Linked DNA regions of Mus musculus: regions 2, 3, 4 and 5 are each linked to region 1. A link is a contact called in public promoter capture Hi-C data. All regions are on one chromosome and are shown on one strand. Each heading gives the region's core, a stretch centred on a gene start, on an enhancer-like site or on the middle of the called end of the contact. The rest is flanking DNA. Distances are from core to core; before and after follow the strand shown.

Evidence for each region. Promoter capture Hi-C pulls out the DNA fragments that hold promoters and counts their contacts.
Region 2: a promoter capture Hi-C map of liver shows a contact between it and region 1, with 4 times the contacts expected there. The contact joins the enhancer-like site here to the promoter of Oat in region 1. A contact is called at or near these places in 7 of 39 promoter capture datasets (the 3T3-L1 cell line, the HPC-7 cell line, cranial neural crest and 3 more), 2 of 484 Hi-C or Micro-C datasets (3T3-L1-derived adipocytes and cortical neurons) and 2 of 115 datasets of contacts at active chromatin or transcription factors (astrocytes and forebrain).
Region 3: a contact with region 1 is called in a promoter capture Hi-C map of liver, with 5 times the contacts expected there. The contact joins the promoter of Plekha1 here to the promoter of Oat in region 1. A contact is called at or near these places in 5 of 39 promoter capture datasets (the 3T3-L1 cell line, hippocampal neurons, liver and 1 more), 1 of 115 datasets of contacts at active chromatin or transcription factors (large pre-B cells) and 2 of 9 other capture datasets (adipose tissue and liver).
Region 4: a contact with region 1 is called in a promoter capture Hi-C map of liver, with 5 times the contacts expected there. The contact joins the promoter of Htra1 here to the promoter of Oat in region 1. A contact is called at or near these places in 3 of 39 promoter capture datasets (liver and pre-B cells) and 1 of 115 datasets of contacts at active chromatin or transcription factors (astrocytes).
Region 5: a contact with region 1 is called in a promoter capture Hi-C map of pre-B cells, with 6 times the contacts expected there. The contact joins the promoter of Acadsb here to the promoter of Oat in region 1. A contact is called at or near these places in 17 of 39 promoter capture datasets (the 3T3-L1 cell line, 3T3-L1-derived adipocytes, the C10 cell line and 12 more), 3 of 484 Hi-C or Micro-C datasets (the 3T3-L1 cell line, CD4 T cells and embryonic stem cells), 9 of 115 datasets of contacts at active chromatin or transcription factors (astrocytes, differentiating embryonic stem cells, embryonic forebrain and 6 more) and 2 of 9 other capture datasets (adipose tissue and liver).

Annotation. Positions count from the first base shown.
Region 1 is chr7:132,573,461-132,577,794 of GRCm38.p6, reverse strand. It overlaps Oat (ornithine aminotransferase), which reads left to right and starts at 1,397. Exons shown (of 10, transcript NM_016978.2): 1 at 1,397-1,500.
Region 2 is chr7:131,448,167-131,452,094 of GRCm38.p6, reverse strand. No RefSeq gene overlaps it. Among named protein-coding and RNA genes, the nearest start is that of Gm39099, 12 kb to the left of the region's middle. Within about 2 kb of position 1,499, at least 5 of the 459 cell types and tissues checked have an H3K27ac peak or open chromatin away from gene starts, as enhancers often do. A contact at or near this core is called in liver, where this site is marked.
Region 3 is chr7:130,863,368-130,867,713 of GRCm38.p6, reverse strand. Plekha1 (pleckstrin homology domain containing, family A (phosphoinositide binding specific) member 1) reads right to left here and starts at 1,990. Exons shown (of 13, transcript NM_001346515.1): 1 at 1,731-1,990. It overlaps Gm5602 (a long non-coding RNA gene), which reads left to right. Exons shown (of 4, transcript XR_869992.3): 2 at 1,001-1,567.
Region 4 is chr7:130,934,172-130,938,339 of GRCm38.p6, reverse strand. It overlaps Htra1 (HtrA serine peptidase 1), which reads right to left and starts at 2,137. Exons shown (of 9, transcript NM_019564.3): 1 at 1,597-2,137. The coding sequence starts at 2,068.
Region 5 is chr7:131,407,865-131,412,020 of GRCm38.p6, reverse strand. It overlaps Acadsb (acyl-Coenzyme A dehydrogenase, short/branched chain), which reads right to left and starts at 1,420. Exons shown (of 11, transcript NM_025826.4): 1 at 1,234-1,420. The coding sequence starts at 1,275. Ikzf5 (IKAROS family zinc finger 5) reads left to right here and starts at 1,543. Exons shown (of 4, transcript NM_175115.4): 1 at 1,543-1,634.

The DNA of each region.
Region 1 (4,334 bases), core at 148-2,647:
GTGTCTGGTGTGTTTGTGTACCAGTGTTTGCATGAGTGTGGGTACACAAGGTCTGGTGTCTTCCATGATTGATTCCTACGTATTTAAATATATTTAATTGAGCCTGGGTTTCTCACTTGAACCCAGAGCTCTAGGAATTGTCCTGTCTCTACCTCCCTGAACGCTGGGATTTCAGATGGGTCTCGATGCCCACTCAGCGTTTATGTAGGCTCTGGGGACCTGAACTCTGGTCTCTTTATGCTTGCCCAACAATCACTTTACCTACTGAACCATTTCCTCTGCTCTTTCCCATCCCACTTTCTTTTCCTCCTCTTTCTGATCTTGCTCTGTGTCTAGGGAGGCTAGTTTGTGGGGATTGTCTTTTCTCTTGTTTTCTCAAGTCAGGGTTTCTCTCTGTACCTCTGGCTGCCCTGGAACTCTCTCTGTAGACCAGGCTGGCCTAGAACTCATAGAGATCCACCTGCCTCTGCCTCCTGAGTCCTGGGATTAAAGGTGTGCACCACCACCACTACTACCACCAGTCTTAACAGACTCCTTAGGCTCCTGGCTCCCTCCAAGTAGTCTTTCCTCAAACTCCTCTCTCTTTGGGGTTCTAGAAACCCCACATCTAGCCCTGGATACGTGGACTGACAGTGGCTCTCCCTGGTGTGCCAGTCCCTCCATCCTTGTGCTTTCTTATTCACACACATTCTTTCCAAACTGGAGTGTGAAATCTTTCTGCCTGACCCTGAAGTGTAAGGTAGTGAATCACTGGCCCTCTGTGGTCTACAGCTTTTGGTACAGGATTGGATAACTCTTCTATTCTCTTCATATTTTCTGATTTATAACGAGCGTTATAGACAAAAATGATACCTAAGCACCTTCTGATTGTGTTTATCCTGCAATATCCTTTTCCGGTTTGAGTTTTAACCATGGTAGTGGAGGGAGTGCAGGCAAGTCTATACTGCGTAGCTGTCATTTCCAACCACTTATAACAACAGTTAATAACATCCGGGCGGCGTTTTACAGCTGCAGAGATGATACTAGAAGCATCAGTAATCTGTTTTGTCATTTTGGTACGTGAGGGTTCAAGGTCATGTGGTTTCAGCATTTAAGATATGATGTTGCTCCCAACAGGCTCTTTCAGGAAAGGTTTTGGAAGGTCCCTGGGCTAGAGAAACGCAGTGAGAGGCCACCATTCCTTCGGGCCTCCGTTCCCCTTCGGGTAAAAGAAAGCGAACTGCTCCAAGTTCAGTGCAGAGCTCAAGCGCCACAGGCACAAAAGCAGACTGCGCACTTGGGGAAGGCAGCAGAACTTGGCGCCCGGAGGCTCAAGGCCGGGTGGGTGGGGCGAGAGTGAGCCTCTTGTGATTGGTGTGCGGCCCTCCGCCTTAACCAATGAACTGAGAGAACGGGCGGGGGCGGGACAGACACGTCGTCTTAAACGACCTGACGCGCCGGGCAGCCACATCGCGCTTCGTGGCTGAAGTACAGTCAGTGTCGCTTAGCGGACGCTGTCAGGTACGACGTACGCGCCGGGGCTGGGCCAGAGCGACTAGGGCCCACTCGGTGTTCTGGAGTCTCCGCCGGGGCAACACTGGAATCTCCGGGTCTAGGGCGCCACGCAGGCCCGGGGTGGGGCGGGCTCGGCGTGAGGACGGGCGGGGCACGGCTTGGGCTCACTGTCCCCGGGGGACTCGGCTAAGGGGACTGGGGCCTTGGAGGTCTCGACTTTGAAAAGGCGGCGTTGAGGGCGCGGGGCACCACGAGCAGCTTGGCGGGGGGTGGGTGGGGGGTGGGGGTGGGAAGAGGAGGGAAGGACCCGATCCCTGGGGACAGAACTGCGAACTTGTGGTCGCGTCACCGGGAGGGGGCGCTGATGCGGACCAAGTCCGAGCTCCTTGGGCAGCTTTTACGTCTCGTGGCAGATCATACCCATCCCTCCCCAATCCCCACTTCTCTTCAGTCCTAAACCAAATAAGAGGATTGAGGAAGTGACGTGCACTCTGTGATGAGATGGTGGCTAAGGATTGGCCCACAGGGCTCTCTGCACGAAGAGCCCCCTCCTTAGGCCTTTGACAAGCTATGTTGAACCTCAGTAAATTCCAGTCTAATTGTGGGGAGCTCTTGCTGCCAGCAAATCTTGCCTCAGGCCTACAGCAATGCCCGGGAGTACATTTACCTTGTAGATGTGTCAAGATATATTAAGGGAGGAGTGGTTTTGGAATGAAGTGGCTTTGCTACTTGAATAACCTCTGATTTCTCCACCCTAAATTTTCTTGATCAAACTTGTTAGTGTCTGTAGGTAAATTAATTTTATGTAACTTGTAACTGTACTTTAAATTGTATGTGTGTGATCAGGAATGAATGCGCCATCCGAGGCCAGAGGGATTCGATACCCCTGGAGCAGTTCTTGATAGTTGTGCCATGTAATGTGGGTGTTAGGAACCAAACTCTGGTCTTCTGCAAGCATAGTAGGTGATCTTAACTGCTGAGCCATCTTTCCAGCCCCTAAAACTTTAATTAGTACATATTTTAAAAGGTATTTTTTCCTGTCTCATCTATTTACCTTCCGGTCTACTTTTACTATGGTTATATGGATATGTATTTTATGCTCTTTGCAGAGTTCTTGAGGATGAGCCAAACTGTATACCTGTATACTTTTTTTTTTTTTTAGATTTATTTATTTATTATACGTAAGTACACTGTAGCTGTCTTCAGACACTCCAGAAGAGGGCATCAGATTTCATTATGGATGGTTGTGAGCCCCCATGTGGTTGCTGGGATTTGAACTCAGGACCTTCAGAAGAGCAGTCGGTGCTCTTAACCACCGAGCCTTCTCCCCAGCCCCCAAACTGTATACTTTTAAAAATAGTAATGAATGGGTAGTGATGTGGAGGTGTGTGGAGGGTGCGGTGTAGTTGGTTCAATCCTTTCCCAGTAGTGTTACTTTAGTTGTTTGCCAGTGACGCACTTGAGGTGAATTTTAGCCAGAATATTGGTTACATAAAACAAAGCTTATGTTGACAGACCTTCCAAAAAAAAGAAAAAAAAATTAAGGGCTGCATTTGTGAATGGTTACCTCAGAAAAGTAAATATTTAACAAGCGCCAAACCAAATTTACTTCTCAAGCTGAAGATTTTCAATGGCTTTTGGATGACTTTACCCTGCTGTTTCTTTTAGAGCAATTTAAGGAAAGGTTATTTAATAAGGCAGACTAAACAAATTCTTCCAAATGCAGCCCTTAATGGAGACTGTACTGTGGAGATATTCCTGTGAGCTAATGGGGAAGGGAATAATGGTGGCCTGAAATTAAACATAGGTGTTCAACATGCTCGGCCTGTCGTTAGTTCTTATGTTTGGGCTCTTATATCTGCTAAATATAAATAGCAGATAGATAATAAATAGGAATAATCTATATATCTATCTATCAATCATCTTTGGTTTCTCGAGACAGGGTTCCTCTGGGTAGCTCTGGCTGTCCCAGACTCACTTTGTAGACCAAACTGGCATCAACTCTGAACCCTTGATGAAAAGATGAGTTTCCATAGGAGGACAGAGAAGTAGCCTCTCAGAGCTGAGTTATTTTGATGCAGGATGGGTGACCTGGTTACCTGGCTTGTCTGGTTGCTACCTTGCCTCCCTCAGGAGTTGTGTGTTCAGGAAGGCTCTTCTTCACCTGCCAGACAAGAGAATACCAGCAGCAGGTGGGTACCCAGGTACCCAGGGGAGGGGATTTTTGAGACAGGGTTGACTTTTCCTTTTTTACAAGCTTAAGTTCACAGTGGGGACTGCTTGAAAACAAGTGCCTGAAGTGTTAGGATCTGTGATAAAAGTCTGCAATGTTCTTAATGTCCTAAAGTGTTTAGGAGGGACTTTCGTTGTAAATTCAAAGGGAGAAGGTGGAAAAAATTATCTATATAGTATTTATGCACAGAAGAAAATTGGTAGTTAATGGTAATCTCTTAAGTAGGTAATTTTCTTGTCTGACTGCTATTTATTTTATTTTATTTTAATATTAAGGCAAGGTCTCTCTTTATAGCCCTGGCTGAGCTGGGACTATGTAGACCAGGTTGGCCTCAAACTCCTAGAGGTCCATCTGCCTCTGCCTCTCTAGAGTGTTGGGATTAAAGGCTTGCTTGACCACCTCTAACTTCTTGGGTATCTGAGAATAGCCTTAGGCTCCTGATCCTCCTGCCTCTGCTTCTCTAGTTTATTTGGTACTGGAGATGGACTCCAAGGCTTCGAATCTATTAGGCAAGAACTTACCAACTGATCCTTAGTCCCCGAGGATCTCATTTTTATTTTTTAATGAAAAACGATCCAGTTTGAAGACCCTGGCCGTGTTGTTTGAA
Region 2 (3,928 bases), core at 250-2,749, 1.1 Mb after region 1:
TACAAAGGGCAAATGAATGTTTACAGATTGCCATTAGGAATATGGTCATTAGGGATAAACTTGTGGTCATAGATTATCTTCTGGTAACCATGGCTTCTACTGTTATTCCTCTTATTGAGTGGGTCTTAAATCCAATTAAAGAGCTGTTGGTTACCTATAAGGCATGTGTGCCTTACTACTGCACCCTCAGCGTCATCATGCCAAGCTGGCTGTTGATGTGGTTCATAGGTGCTTTTGCAAACTTGCATGATACCTTCTTGCCCAATGAAAGCTAGTCCCTAGGGAAGGGGGCATTGAGATCAGTTCTGGCCTAGGGCTCTCTGGGCCCTGTTTCTAAAGCAACGGGGACTTAGCTTCTACCTCTGGGGGTAACTAAGGACCACAGCAATAGGCTTTATGTTTGGGAGTCTCTTGGACAGCTGTGTTCAACAACTCAAAAGAGGGCTTCTCATATCTGATATTGGGGTTTTTGTTAGTCTTTGGCTCTTAGAGGGACCACCATCAGCCCAGATGAGAAATGTTTATTAAAATTGTATGTATATTTACAGACAAAGCTATGTGTATTACAGGGTTTTTTTTTTTTTGTAAATAGTTAAGAGAATAATTCCTTGTGACTTCAAATATTCTTATTGCTACTTGACTCCGATCTGCTCTTTACTTACATCCTTCACCCTTCCCTAAAGAACCCATCTCCTCCCACTGCCCCGTCAGATCACTTGTATCTTGCCACTCCCTTCTATTCTCCCCCTTCTTCTGCATTTACGCCCCTCCTCCTCCCTAAGGAGCCCCCCCCCTTTCCTATTTCCTTGATTAGATTTGTTGTTGCCTGCTATTCTCCTCTCTATTGCTCCCCAAGCCCCTTATCCTGATTTCCGGAGTTACTACAAGCTATGCATTCACACCTGAAGATTTGGAGCTAGGAGCCTCCAAAAAGAGAGAAGTGTCATTTGTTTTTCTGGGTTACCTCTCCAGCCTCAAAGAGAAAAAGAAAAAAAAAATAATGAAAAGACAAAATTTTAAGTCATTAGTCCAAAGATTCCAGCCATCAGTCAGATCTTTTCAGAATGAATCCTACACAATTTTCCTCAAAAATTATCAGTGTGATAACTGCTCTTAGACCTGGGGAAGAGAGTTCTGATCTTAGGCTGCCCCTGGCCTGAATTCCATAAACAAACACATAGCAAATGTATGCACTGGGACTCCATCCTTCAGGGCAGCACAGCTTGGCCTGGAACCTAAATATCATTCTGACGCCTAACACCTTTCAAATCACTGTAGTTCCCCCATCTGCCTTGTCCCCAAAGAGCAACGCAAAAGGAGGTTACACCCAGACATAAAAACATCAGGGGAAGCCACCATCAGAAGATTAGGCTCCTCCAGTCGTGAGGAAGATTGTCTTAGCCAGGAGACAGATTACAAACCTGTCAAGCCCTCCCCTCAGATGACGCGAGAGGACCAGATTCTTGTATAACCAGTCATTACTGCTGGGGCACTGAGCTCGTCTTTCCTGTCTTCTCTTCTGTGTGCTGATGGGCAGCTCCAGAGGCTTCCTGGAATAGGCATGGCTCTGGAACAGCTTCATACAGCAGTTGAGCAATAGCTTGAAGTATTGCTAATTTGTACCACTCTCTCTTAAATTTGAAACATAATCGAGGCCTCATGGTAACACACACAGAATGTCACATGAATTCTCTACATTCACTTATGGGCATTGAACCCCAAGTCTGTGAAAGGGTCTTCTTTTTCTTATTTTTAATAAAAAGTCATAACATTTAGTTAAAATTTCCAAAGTGACATTTTAACAATTAGTTTTGTGTAAATAATTTATAACTTTAAATGCTTTAGAAGAAAACATGTATTATTTACATTTTATGTATATTTGTGTCCTTGAGTGTATGTACAGTGCACTGTACATATGCAAGTACCTGCAGAGGCTGGAAGAGGGCATCAGGTTTCCTGTAGCTGGAGTTCGAGGAGGCTGTGAGATGCCCTGAGGTATTAGAAACCAGACCCTTGCTGGCTGTGGTGGCGCACGCCTTTAATCCCAGCACCTGGGAAGCAGAGGCAGGCGGATTTCTGAGTTCAAGGCCAGCCTGGTCTACAAAGTGAGTTCCAGGACATCCAGGGCAATACAGAGAAATCCTGTCTCGAAAAACCAAAAAAAAAAAAAAAAAAAGGAACCAGACCCTGGTCCTTTGCAAGGACAGCAGACGTTCTTGACTGCTCAGCCTTCAGCTCCTGCCCCCAATTACACCTTAAATTATTTTGAAAAAAAAAAAAAGTACCCTGGACCATGGGTACATGGAAAGATTATATTAGATATAAGAAATGTGGCAGCAGAATTCTGAATATAAAAGCTAGAAAGAATAAGCCCATTCATGGGACTGAGAGTCACCTGCTAGCTCTAGGCCAGGAATGCAAGACCTCAGAGAGAATGGAGACCTCAGGTGTCCTCTGCTGAAGTGACCAGGTGGCCCTGGAGGGGAAACCACAAACTGAAGTCCTAAGATGGTACAGGAATTCAGGAATTGGAGACCATTTTTTTTTAGAAGTCAAGCGAATAGGACAGCGGCTGAAGAGTAAGAGGTGGATCTTGAGAGAAACGACATAAAAGCCTCAAACCAAAGAACCAATTAACCCCGAACACAAGGGCACTGCCTGCTCCTGCTGAACCCTGCTGGACATGAACAAGAATGGATGAGGGCTGCCTTTCAAGAGCTATTTGAAATGCCAGCGGGATGTTCTGCCCTTTGCCTAGAATGTGCAATGCTTTCCTAGAATGGAGCAGCGGGCTGCTGCCCTGGCATTCAGACTTCTGCATCCAGTTTCATTCAGACCAAGCTCCGTCATCCTCTATGCTAGTAGCCAGAGATGCTGGGGCCAGCTTGTTCTGAAATGTTTGTTCTTCCAGAGATCATCCTGGTTGCTGAGGTCCTGTAGAAATTACAGACTAAGAAGGAAAAAAATCAGTGGGAACAAGGTAAAGATGTGTCAACTCAGGGTCAACTGAGTTAAAAAGAGTGCTAGCCCAGGCAGCACCCTGCCCATACCAAGGTGACTTGCGAGAACACAGACACTGACAATCTAAGTCCCTTTAACACAGCATTCAAAACTAAACATAAGGTCCATGTCTTTTTTTTTTTTTTTTAATTCCCACCATCCTTCCTTTCTTCTTTTTCTGCAGGGTCTATGAACTCAGACTGCCTTGGAACTTGCTTTTAGTCCAGGATGGCTCAAAACCTATAATCTCCCCACCTCTGCTTTTCCAGCAGGACTTCAAGCATACACTTTTCTATATCTAGCAACCTTTCATGTTAATACATTTCAACCTGAATAATTCCCAGGATTTCATGCCCACTGGGCAAGTGAGGGCATTATTAAACACATTTGAAAATGAGCACAGCACTCATCAATAAGTGTATTTAAGCCTGTGTCTGGGAAAGATGGCATATTAAAGGAACTGTACAACTATTGTACTGGGGCTGACCACTAGGCTGGATGAGCCCTCTGACTCCTAGTCCTCCACGGGTACAACACTATTCTGTCTGATGTCACATCCTAGCATCCTCCTCCTCACAGGCTCTCTTGGTAAGAAGGCAAAGGAAGCGCCATGGAGCCTCACTTATGGGGGTGGAAGTAAGGTGAGTAGATGGCCCCTGACAGCGTTGGTTGCACGGACCTAGGAAAGCAGTAGGTATATGTCTTCCCAGAAGGTCTTTGGGATGGAAATGGGCATCAGTGATGAACTCTGAGAACATGTAGAGAAAGTTCCCTTTCTCTTCCTCAGGCAGGCAGGATGGCAGGGAGCCCTAGGCTTTACTGAGCAAGTTTTCGTGGGTGACACTGGGATAGAAACAGAAAAAGGGGTCTTTGGGATAAGAGTTGTTTTGAGAACCCTTTTCCAGCCCTAGTTTGATGAAGTTCTTAG
Region 3 (4,346 bases), core at 741-3,240, 1.7 Mb after region 1:
ATCCTATCTTTGAATACTGCCCACAGTAACTGTTTAAAGAATCCAATGCTATTCTTAACATCCTTAAATACTTCTAAAAAGGTCCTTCCTGCTTATGAACTCATGGCCGTTTCCTCACAATTGTATACTTATCCTGTCCCACTGTCTCAGTCTCCGCCAAACAGATGTACACAGCACAGTCTTTCCTATTTTGCTACACTGCTAAACCCAAACAGAAGACAAAAAAAAAAAAGATACAAACCTGCTGCTTTCCCCGCCCCCCAACAGCAACAGTGAAACCAGAAGCCAACAAGATAAAGGGAGACAGAAGGCAACATGTATATCACTTCCCTGCTGTGTGTGGCAAGCTAGTGACTCTTTACAAGCACAGATTCACAGTATGTCCACTGAAACAGTGTTATTTTTCAATAGAAATCTGACATTTGGCACAGGGTAGGGTTTATAACACTATAAAATAAGCTATTAATTTGATTTCTGCTGACTTACTATTCTTGTTTATCTCTGCTCTTAAAGAAGAAAATCAACTTTCTGTAGAAGAGTTGGTCCAGAATATGGAATATTTAAATTTGAGGGAAAATGGTTTGCCACAAGTTTGTTGGTAAGATAAACTAAGACGCACTGTATTCAAAATTCGTGTTACTATTTTTGAAATAATAGTTCATCTCCAGCTGTAAACTAAAAATGGTTTTTCATTTTACTTCCAAAGCGTCTGAGTCACTTAACACTCTTCTAAACTTCGCTACAGATTCGTCCAGTGGCCGTCAACGTAAAAAGCCTGGAAGCTAGAGAGCAGATCACTCTACAGTCTTAAGACAATGGTATAAACCTTGGAGTGGGCTATTTGTTCCGGTCATTAAACACACAGGAAATAAGCTTTTCTGGTTAGAAAACTAATTTACAAAGGGCAATACGACTTCACAAGAGTACAGAAAATCTTATTAAGATAGATAACGACCAACTCATCCAAGCAAGTATTAGAAAGAACGGGAAGGCGAACTAGAAAACGAAATGCCATAAACTACCTGGTATCTGTTCCTTAAACCTGTCCTCGGGACTCGGTCCCAGACAACATCAGTTTCTGAATTTACTCGGCCCTCGGTGGAGCCTCAGCTTGGGTGTCGAGCAGAACGAGGATTCTACCAAAAGCGGAGCACCGCGAACAGCAGCAGGGCGCTTTCAACCTGACACCACTTTCTCCCCGGACACTCTCCCGGGAGGGTCAATAGAAAGCATCCGAAAGGAACCAGAAGCCGAGCAGGGCAGCCCTCTTCCAAGTCCCGAACCCAGAGTTCAGGCGCCTCTCGGGTCCCACCCGCCTGACCTTGGCCAGGGCACTCCCAACCCTGCCACTCTCTCGGTCCGCACACGCGGGGAAGCCGGGCTGTGCGGGAGCGAGCGGCGCGGATGGGGCGGACACGGCCCTGGAGGCGCGCCGCTCCGACAGGCGTCGCCACCGGGATCCCCGACAGGGGCCGAGCCACGGCGACGGCAGCGAGGACACCAGGGGCTGTGGGCCTTGGCGGGGACCCGCAGGGCTGGCGTCGGGCGCAGAGGAACCCGCGCACAGGTGAGTCCGGCCTCGCCCAGGTGCGCGCGCCCGCGGACGCGCGAGGAGGCGCGGCCCCGCGCCCCCCTCAGCAGCCGGTGGCCGCCTCAGCCTTGCCTTCCTCGCCCCGCTTTCCCCTTCCACACACGCACACCCGAGCTGCACACCTCATGCCCCACTTTACCGCGGCCTCCGCCCGGAGCACCCGCGCCACCGCGGTCCCGGCTCCTTCAGGCACCCAGCTGCCGGGAGCGGCGCCCACGACGGCCCGCCCGCGCACTGCGCACGCGTGCACGCGCTGCCTCTACCAGACCAGACAGCGACTGAGATTCCGGAGCGGGCACTCCCTACCGCGAACACTACAAGTCCCGACAGGCTCCGCGCACGCCCGGCGGCGTGGCGGGCAAAGGAATCGGGCGTCTTCCTAGTTCCAGGGTGGTGGCTCGCGGCCGCGCGCGGGGCGCTGGGTTCCCCATGCCGCGCTGCATCCTGGGGCTTGCAGTTTTTGAGGACCACGAGGCTCGGCTTAGGACGTGGAACTAGAGGTTCTCTGATGTCATCACCTAGAGCTGCGAGGCACAGGGATCTTTAAAAATAGGTTTGGTTCCTTTGCAGATAATTTGCAAGCTGTCCCATAGTGGGTACAAGAAACATAAAATTCACTGGTTGTGCACCAGTTTTTTGCTCCTAACCATTTCTTTCTCAAAATGCAATTTCACCTCATCCTTAAAATAGTGGTATTAATGCAAGAGGCCAAGGAAATTTAAAAGGATTGCTCAAAACTCTTTCAAGGAGATATTTTAAAATATTCAGCCTATTTGTTGAGCAACCTCAGTGTATGAAGTCCCTGCCCTCGTGGAGCCTGTGTTTCATAAGGGGAGCTAGCCCTTTACAAAATACAATCCTTATACATTTTAATAAGTGGAAGAAAAGAATGAGCTTCAGAGATAGAGATAGGGAGGCAGGCTTCAGAGAGGATGTCCTGTCCAGCAGCATTCTCTAAGGAAGAGATATTTCAGCTGAAACCTGAAGAAGGTGAGATATTTAAACATGCAAAAGAACTGGGAGAGAATTACATACCCCACTTTTCCCAGTGAGTGACACACACTGAGGCTCTCAATAAACGTTTGGGGGTTTGTATCCTGCACAGCTGGGGATCATGCCCTCTCACTTGAGAGTGTTTTATCAACCTTTCTCATGACAAGGTTCCTCTGTCGTGTACGTGGGACAACTAGGCTATGCTAGATGAGAGACTGGAGGGGTAGAACTGGCAAACTGCCCGTGCTGACTCTCCACCTCAAATCTCCAACATCGAAGACGATCAGCACCTTACCTTCTTAGAAATCTCAGCTACACAGCCTTGCTGAGGGCCATCTGGCTCTTCTTCAGGTGGGAGCAAGAAGACTCCTTTCCTTATCTACAGACTGGTTGAAAGAGTCCATAGAGTTGCCAGCGCAGCCCTTTCATTTGGCCCATGCACTGGGCTTTTGCTGATTTAACTGAATGTATAGATGAAGTTTTAAAAAAAGTTTTCACATAAAAATCCAAATGTCACCTGATTTTCTCAGGTTTTTTGAGCTAACTTTCCTTGGCTTGAAGATCTGAAAGAAATTCCTGGCTTTTCAGCCCTTGGAGCCCTAGGAGATTCCATTGGGAGTGATTAGAATGTACATAACGAATTGGCTGTTTGCAAATCTGTAACAGAGAAAAGCAATTAAGTTAGGATGGGCTTATTCTGGCTCACAGGTTGAGGGTCTGCATGGTTCATCCTGGTAGGGTAGGTACGGTAACAGAAGAATGAGGGTCAGTCAGAGCGCATCTGGCCCGTATTCAGGACGGGTCTTATCTCCTCAGGTAAACTCTGGAAATTCCCTCACAGACATGCCCTGAGTTCTTTCCTCCCTCTCCCTCTCCCTCTCTTCCCCCTCCCCTCACCCACCCCCCACATCAAGTTAGCAATTAAGTTCAACCAACACAATCTAAAAGTCAAATTCAAGTTCAGTGTCTTTTCGTGATGGGAAATCCCTAACCCTGAAGCCGTGAGCCTCTCTATCAACCCCCTCTGCGTTGGACGAGAGAGCCATTCTCCTGATTGTCGTTACCATTTGACTAAGCAGTGTGCAATCACATAATGAATCCTAAAGCTTATTTGGCACTGAGAGTTAAATGTATGCACAGTGACAGAAACCAGAGAAGGGATTCAATTTGCCCAATGACACACAGCCGAAGTATTCTCCGGGCTACTTTGAGGTTGGGGTCCAGCCAAAACTTGAGAATTCCTGATGTGCCTTTAAGTTCAGAGGCTGAAAGAAGGGTAGGTATAGAAGATAAAAGGCTCTCTGCTCTTCCTCTGCCCTACCCCCCTTTCTTCAGTTCATTATATAACATAAGTACTTTCGCTGTTACTTAAGAAAAAAGTGTAAGCATGTGAGATATTCCTATGCTGAGATTAAGTCTGACAGCAAACCAAATGAAAGAGGACGGAGTGAAAGAGCAGAGGCACGCTAGAATACTTCCCAGAGCCAGTCTGGACCGAAGGCTTTGTAAACTTCAAAGTACCTTTGAAGCATCGCTGCCCCGTCATCACCATACTTCACACGGATGAAGTACTTGGGTGTTTTATTCTAAATACTCCTTGGTTTCTTTCTACACACTTAACAGCAAGATACCAGCCCCTCTGATAGAGCCAAGCAGACCGGGGTACACAAGCCAGGAGACTAGTCCAAACGCATCTGGTGCTACTGGGTGTCATTTTCCTCCCCGCCCCCCTCTCATTTTTACTTTTGTTTTTAGTTTTTGA
Region 4 (4,168 bases), core at 888-3,387, 1.6 Mb after region 1:
CAATCTATTCTCCACCTCAAAGTATCCACTCAGGAGCTACATAGTTCTCTACCTCTCCCCAAGGTGAGTTGGCTGGTCCAGCCCCCTGGAAGCCCATTTCCCATAGCCTTGAGGTCTAGCTCTGGCCTGTTCTGAGTTTGCCAGCATTCAGGTTCCAGCTGAGTGACCTTGGACAAGTTATTCATCCCCAGTTCCACCTCATCTAAGACAAAGACGAGGCCAGGAGCTTCCTCCTCCCGGGTCTAGGAGACCAAATAGAGTCACAGGATAACTCACTTGTCACATGGGCTGGGACTTAGTAGGTAGGGACCCCGGGATCAGTCCTCTCTGAAAACAAACAAACAAACAAACAAACAAACAAACAAAAACCCTTTTCTTCTCTCTATGGAGGCTGAGTTTCCTGGGACTGAGGTCCAGTCCTGTGCTCCTGTGGTAAGAATATAAACACCAGCCCACCTCTTCCTACACCACCTGGAGTACTTTCCTGTGCATTCGAGTAAAGTTTTGCCAAATTCAAAGTGGTCATAGGCGACCATATTCCTATAAAGAAAAATCTAGCTCAATCTCTCTTTCCCTCTCCCGTGCTTTCCTGTCCTCCCCACCACATGGGGGGTGGGGGGGCGGAGGGGAGGGAGGTGCTAGGTTTGGGCAGGAGCCCTGTAGCTGAAGCCAAATGTACTGGAGCCCAGCTGGCTGGTCCCCACAGCGCTGTAGTGGCCAGTATGAATTTACTGTTTTTCCACAGGGTATCTCTGGATTTAACCGAAGCTTTTCTCTGGAAGGTCCTGCAGGGAGCTGGGCAGTTCTCCAAGCCCCTTTACCCTGTCGCCACCACCACGTCCAGCTCTTGTGGGTACAGAAAGGTCCCACAAGGAGAGAGAGGGTAGAGGGTGCATTTTTTTCTTCATCCCCAGTGGGCCCCTCCTCTACCTCAAATTTCACGGTCCACTACCTGGTTGAACTCAGGCAAAAGGACCAAAGGACCAAAAAAGGACCAAATCGTGGGCGTTTTTGTAAAGTTGATTTAAATCAATGGAGGAAGAGGGCCGGAGTTACTAAATCGTTTTCTGCTTAGGAGGCGGGGTGAGAAAAATGCTTGCTGAGTTGAGCAGAGATGTTCCCTCTCCCCAAAGTGAAAGTTTTCACGAAGAGGTTCTATAAGAAAAACACTGCTTAGATAGTTCCAAGAAGAGAGGACTCAGCAGAAAGGGAGAAGGAAGGGAAGGCGACAAGAGTTCTTGCGATCCCAAAGCCATGTATCTCAACATTGCCAAGATCCCTGGTATGATACGCGGCTTTCCCCAGCGCGATGCCTAGTCACCCCGGCCAGGGGGTGCTGGACCAAAGCGCGCAAAGCACCTGCTTGGCGTTTCTCGAAACGACCCGATGCTTGGCGCAGAAATAGGGCCGGAGGGAGCCTTTGAAACACAGCTACCCCGAGCCCCATCGTCTCTCTCTCCCACTAACTGGATGCCTAGAACACCCCGCAGTGCTTCTCTGCACCTCCGCATCCCCTCCCGACGGTCCTGACTGGTCGGGCTGAGTTGGCGAGAGTGGGGAGCCACCCAGGAGTGCAGCGCAGGGCGGGGCGGGTACCTTGGCCGCAGGCGCCGCGCTGCAGGACGATGACCGGCGGCTGGCGAAGCTTCTCGGAGCGGCGGCTGGCGGCGCGCAGCTGGCACAGGTTGGTGTAGGTCTTGGCGTCGCTACCACACACCGGCTCGCTGCTGGCACACACGCACAGGCCGGCCTGTGCGCGCCGTCGTACTGTGGCCGAGGCCGGCACCCCGAAGGGCACTACGCATTGCAGCCCCTCGCCGCAGGGACCCTCCTGCAGGCCGCACGCTGCACCCTCGAGCGCGCCGCACACCTCGCAGCAGCCGCACGCGTCGCGGACGCGGCCACCCTCGCAGTCCGTGGGCGGCGGGGCGCAGCGGGTGGGATCGCAGTGCTCGGGACAGACGGTGGCAGCTGGGGCCGAGCGGCCGGTCCCCGACGGCAACGCCAAGGAAGGAGCCGCTAGCAGCAGCAGTAGCAAAGACAGGAGCGTGGTACGCAGGGACTGCATGACGACTCCGACGGCCACGGGCTGGACCACAGCCGAAAAACCGCGCTCGGGACGGTGTGTCGGGGTCTTGGGGACAGCGGGTGCGAGTGTGCGCGGCCGTACGGTTAAGCCCATTGGCCTAGCGGCGGTGACGAAGCGCCAGGGGGACGGGCACCGCTCCCGGGAGGGGGGCCGATCGGGGACTGCCTGCGGGGACGAGGCGGGGCGGGCCGCGACTCCACCCTCCGGCTGGCTCAGTTTCTCATTCTAGGATTCTTTTTCCTCAGAGATTGAAGACCTTAAGACCAAAGTGGCACTTAACAGAGGGAAACCTGCCTAGCACTGCGCAATCGCCTGGAAAGTTCCCAGGTCGTCCAGTGCGGAGGGCGGTCACATCGACCCCGGCCACAGCTGCAATGGACCGGTGCCCAGCTTGGGGGACTGTGGCTGTGAACTTGACGCCGCCGTGGGAAGGCAGCGTCAGCAGGACTGGCAGAAACCCAGTGCCCAGACCTAGTTTCAAGTGAGAGAAGCAAAAAGCATTGGCGAATGACAGTGTAAACCTTCCTAACGCTTCTCTTTTAAAGTTGCTTTCGGTGGAGTGCATGCCATAGCACGCCTCGGGTATCTGGGTTTGGTACTTGGAGGGCCACCGGGAGCATGCCGTGGCCACCGGGCTTTGTACAGTTTGTACTTTTTCACCCTGAGCTGTTAGGGAATGCGTTGTTACCACACAGAAGCGCCCAGCCCGCGCCTGCAGTCCCAGCGCTCGGGCAAATCAAGGTGTCCCAAAACAAGATGTTTTATTTTGAGCTCTCACATGAGGATTTAAGTGACGTTTGGGACCGAGATGAGTCTAAGAATCATCAGGAAGAGCAACTGTCACCCCGGAGGCAGATCTCTGTGCCTGGCCAACACAGAACACATAAATCTTGTATTGGAAGATGAGAGAATTAAAGTATGTGCTGTCCCCACCTGAGTTCCCCATGCACCTCGCCATAACACACCCCAGGGTGGTGGGCAGAGTGCTGCTGACCCTGACTCAAGGAGGAGTCGCTGATAGGGCGCTAATCTACATCCGGGTTGTTCCCTTGTGCAGAATTCCTTAAAACAACTCCCCTCAAAGCAGTCCCCGAGGTAAGCCTCAACTTCGTCCAAGTCCCACACATCAAGGGGTAAGAGAGGGGTAAGAGAGACACACACCCACGCATATGCACATGCACACACACACAGTCTCTGATATGAGAAGTACTTTTGTGTCTGGCTGGAATCCTCAGACTACAGAAACATAGATGTCTACTGGTCCTCCTCTGTCCCCTGTGCTCTCTCCTCTTCCCTTCTGCCAGTAAACTCCCTTTTATACCAGTTCTGTTGCATGGCATAATTTCTCAGAGGCACACCTTGACATGGGTTCACCATGGTACCCCCCTTGCCACATTATATTTCATATTAGTGCTGTGACCCCGGCTCTCCTGGCGCTTGTGTTCCTTCTGGTTCTATGCCATGCATGGGGACCCTAGTTCCACCTGAAACAAATCTGCTTTCTGGCTGCCTGATAGCTCAGCACCTGATCTACCGCTTCCCTGGTAAGCTCTGATCCATCAGCCTTTGCAGATACTCTTCTCTCCGGAATTCTCTTTTATGGAACTCATATCCCGCAAGCAATTCCTCGGGTCACACAAACCTATGGGGAGAGGAGGAGGAGGAGAACTCCTGTTAGAGAGAGGAGCTGAGCAGAGGCAGACAGACTTCAAGCAGAAAGGCTGTTAGGAAGTACAAAGCAGAGAAGGTGTACCAGGGCCAGTTTGTAATAAAATCTGAGTCCATGAAGGGACAGGGAGAAAGAGTGTGAGTGTGTGTGTGTGTGTGTGTGTGTGTGTGTGTGTCTTAGGAGGAGGGACATAGTTCTATGTGGACAGGCTGCAAAAGCCAAGGCCATGTGGAGGAATTGGAGCCTAGAATTTGGAATCAAATTTACAGGCAAATGATCTGTACATACTTCAGGAGTGTGTGTGTGTGTGTGTGTGTGTGTGTGTGTGTGTGTGTGTGTGTGTGTGTGTGTGTTTATGCACATGAGTGTGTGCTGTAGTCTCTGGTCCCATCTGGCCCTAACCTGTTGCA
Region 5 (4,156 bases), core at 171-2,670, 1.2 Mb after region 1:
TAATCCTTTGTGACAATACACTAACACAACTTTATTAATTTCCTAAACACCCCAAGCTTGTAAAACAATAAAATAACGTTAATTATCTACAATGTGAGGCAAAGAGGTGCAGACTTGCTTCACCGTTTACAAGCTACTTCCTCTCATCAGTAGCTTGTAAAACCGGGAATAAATACTGCAGGATTTTGATTGCTCGCCAGAATAATGGGTGAGACTTGAGACTTAACATCTGCCCGAGGAAATTTTAAGATTACTATTTAGCTGGAGGGTTTCCAGCTAACTACAACCACAGCAAAGGCACCCAACTGTCCTTTCACTTCAAAGTTAGCTAAATGGGCTCGTCAATCGCCTAAGTAGAGAAACATCCTCCAGGAAAGCTGTCTCTTTCAGGCACCTGAAGAAATAGCACCAAGTCCAGCTAACGTAGGTTTGCTCATGGTTCAACCCATTGCCCCCTCTGACTGGTCAGAGTGTCTTCTGTTATTCTGACAGATGCTGTCATCTGCACTGTACTGTGTGTCCTAATTCCAAGCTCAGGAAATCCGAGAGAGCAAAGGGAGGCCAGAAACATCCTGGTGAGACAAGAGGCTGGCCTCAGACCAAGTTTGAGGAAGAGGACTAGAATGGGCTTTTGGGCTCCTCAGAATCTAAGGGAGCTGGTCAGATCCCCGCAGTGAGATAAAGCCTAAGAAATTCCTTCCCTGAATGGTTAAGACCCAGAAATATGAGAGGTCCCTTCCAGCTGGGCTGCTGAAGGGAAGAGAGTGTCAATAGGCTCGACAAGCAGGCCTAGATTTTAGTCATTAAAAATCATCATTATCGGTTGGGTGATGGTGGCGCACGCCTTTAATCCCAGCACTCGGGAGGCAGAGGCAGGCAGATTTCTGAGTTCGAGGCCAGCCTGCTCTACAGAGTGAGTTCCAGGACACCCAGGGCTATACAGAGAAACCCTGTCTCGAAAAAAAAAAAAAACAAAACAAAAACAAAAACAAAAAAAACCCCAAAAAACAAAACAAAAAAATCATCATCATCATCCGGGGAAATGTGGCATGAGCTGGGACGGATCCTGAAGGAAAACCAGACGGAGGTGAAGGGTCTGTGGAGACCCAGCCCCAGGCTCAGCCCCCTCCACCAGCCTCCCAGACCCCCAGCCCATTAGGAAAAGATGACGTCGCCAGGAATCAGTGTGGCCACAGGCCTCCTGAGACGGTCGCTTCGACCGACCCCACTCACCAGCCCGCCCATACGCCACAGCTGGAGCGCAGAGACCGCCATCCTCGCTTCGGGCAGGGTGGCCCTGTTAAGCTCGCAAGGCTTTCCACGAACCCTTGCGCAAGACTCCCTCGGCCTGGCAAGCTCGGGCCCTGCCCACTCCGAGCATCCGCCCCTCACACACCCCTTTGAGTCCCCGCCCACTGCCGCCTACGGAACCCCAGGAGAGACATAATTCTCTCCTTGCTCCCTGCAGCACGCTCACGCGAGACTTGGGCAAGGCGTGGGGCGGGCGGGAAGGGAGCGGAGACACAACAAATATGGCGGCTACAGCTGCGACGCTGACGAACGCTGAGGCGGTGGCGGTGGCGGCGACGGCAGTGAAAAGGGCTGTGGGGATTCCTCGGTGCGGTTGTCAGGAGGTGAGTCACGGGGGGCGGTCAGCTTCCACGGCGGCGCTACGGTTACTCAGGGCACGTTGACGGAATGGCGGAAGGTAAAGTGCCGGGTTCATTGCTAGCCGGCTAACACCGCTTTCGCCTTGGCCACAGCGGAGGGTCCTGCGTGCCCCGTGGGCTGCCAGCGTGGTGACTCGGGACTCTCTTGGGCTCGTAAGTGACTGGGTGCGCCGCCCGGAGGCTCGCGAGCGAGTCGGCGCCGTCGGGCCGCAGCTCGGAGCTCAGGGTGGGGAGCTGTCTCCGGCTTTGACAGGTGGCGATCGCAGGGAGCATCCCTGTGTAGTGCATTCTCGGGGTGCCAAAGTCGACCCCAGCAACCCCGGTGTATCCTGGATAGGGTGTTAACCCCGGGCTGCTGTTGGGAAGGAGTTTTCTTTCTCTCATGACCTGGCGTCTACTGCCTGTACTTTCCAATGTTGGGAACAGGTGAGGCTGGGGAGGATCTTCCGACTCATTCAAGATTTCTGTCCCCGATCGATTCATCATCGATCGACTGTCGGGAATGTTCTTGGATGCTCAATGTGGCTCCTCCTCAGCTAAGCGTCCAAGTGCTGTCTGTCTAACTGTAGATCCTAAGTATAGTCAGTGGTAGCTGCCAGTAACCACATGGCCTCTTTAATGACTCCTTTGTGTGCTGGTCAGAACCGGACAGAGGAGTGAGAACGGACATGAAGACTTCTGAAGTTGTGAGGTCCAGGGAAATTACACTTAGAAGACACAGCATGAAAACAGCTGCTTAAAACATCTGGACTACTTGTAAGACTTTGTCTTGAGTTTATGTTGTCTTCAGCACAGCTGAGGATGAACGTTTTCTTGGAAGTTCCTTGCGGGGGAACTGGGATGTTTGAAGTTCTTTTCCTGTAAGGGTCCCGTGTTTCCCAGGAAACCGTAACTGTTGTACTGTGGGACACTGAAGATGGGCTTCAGATATGCCGTGGTTGAGTCCTGGTGGTTGTTACATATATTTCCCTGGCGATAGAGCTAATGTACTTTTATGTGCAACTGGACTTATTCAGCAACATTAAGCCTGGCATCTCTTGAAATTAGCATATTATATATGAATGGCATTGAAGTTTTTTTGTTAAAAGTAAATGACCAGTGGCAACATGATAGTAACACAAATGGCTAGGATGTAATTGTGGGCCACCAAGCTTGCCCTTGCTTTTTTTTTTTTTTTTCAGTTAATGATAATGACACACAAATTATGTTATTAACTTGTTACTAAGCCTGTAGTCCCTAGCAAAGTTTTCACTTACGTGTCTTTCTTTGCAGACTTCTTGTGGCTTTTGAATTTTAGTTGAAATTCCCTCCATGGCCTTTTGGACGCCTTTGTTGTATCTCCAGAGTAAATTTCAATTATTCAACATTTCAGCAGTGTTGCCGTGGAAAGTAAAAAGTGGAGCTAAATTGGGGTGAACAGGTTAGATTGTATCATTCTTTTTTTGGATTTCTTCAGATGTGGCTTCATTTCTGTTTTCCTTTTTATGTTTTCTGACTTCTCAGAAGAGCCTTATCACAGTGTTCATGCATTCAGAGTCTTTAGCAGACGGGAACTCAGGAATTGTGTTCTAATTCTTTTTGAAGGTCCATGTTACTCTGTATGAACTAAGTCTCGTTTGTCAGCCTTTACTAATGTAAATTCTCTTGGAGAGTAAATCTTTCAATGACCATAATCAACAGGTTATAGAAGTAAACACAGCTATTGAACAATAAAGAACTTCAGTAGGCCTGACTAACCTCTGGGTTAATTGTCACATAAAAAGTTGGGCTAACCCAGTACAGGGGAATGCCGGGGCCAGGAAGCAGGAGTGGGTGGGTTGGGGGGCAGGGCGGGGGGAGGGTATAGGGGACTTTCGGGATAGCATTTGAAATGTAAATGAAGAAAATACCTAATAAAAAAAAAGTTGGGCTAAGTATTCTTCCTTATCAGTAGTAACCCTTCAGTTAAACATTTCTTTTAAAGCAGTGCTAGGTAAATGTAATACCTTATACTGTTCTTTGAATTCTCCTTTGTGTAGAGGGCATCTCTAGCACTCAGAGAGATGACTAGGGTTTGGTTGGGTTTTTTGTTTGTTTGTTTGTTTTTTAAGGTTATACACATTTTATTGCTGAAACTATTTAGCTCATATGGAACAGATAAAAGCAAATCAGACTCCAATTGAGACATGTTGTACGTGGCTTTGTCATTAGTTTTCATCCAAATCCCTTGGGGGAATAAAACAGTTTTGTTTTTTGGCCAGAAATTTCTTGATTTTGGAAGGCAAGAAGTCGAGTCAGACATGTGCTCCATGATGGTGGAGGAAAGAAGACCCTTTGATTTTTATCTTATCTGCTTCGTAGTTGTACTTACCTTCCAGTTTGCATCTTAACACCTCTTTTAAATAATTAGCTCCTGATTAAAAGGTGTTTGATCGTATATGTAAGAACACACATACACACACAGGATATGTGGAATATTAACTCTTAGATATTTTTCCTCTAGTAGC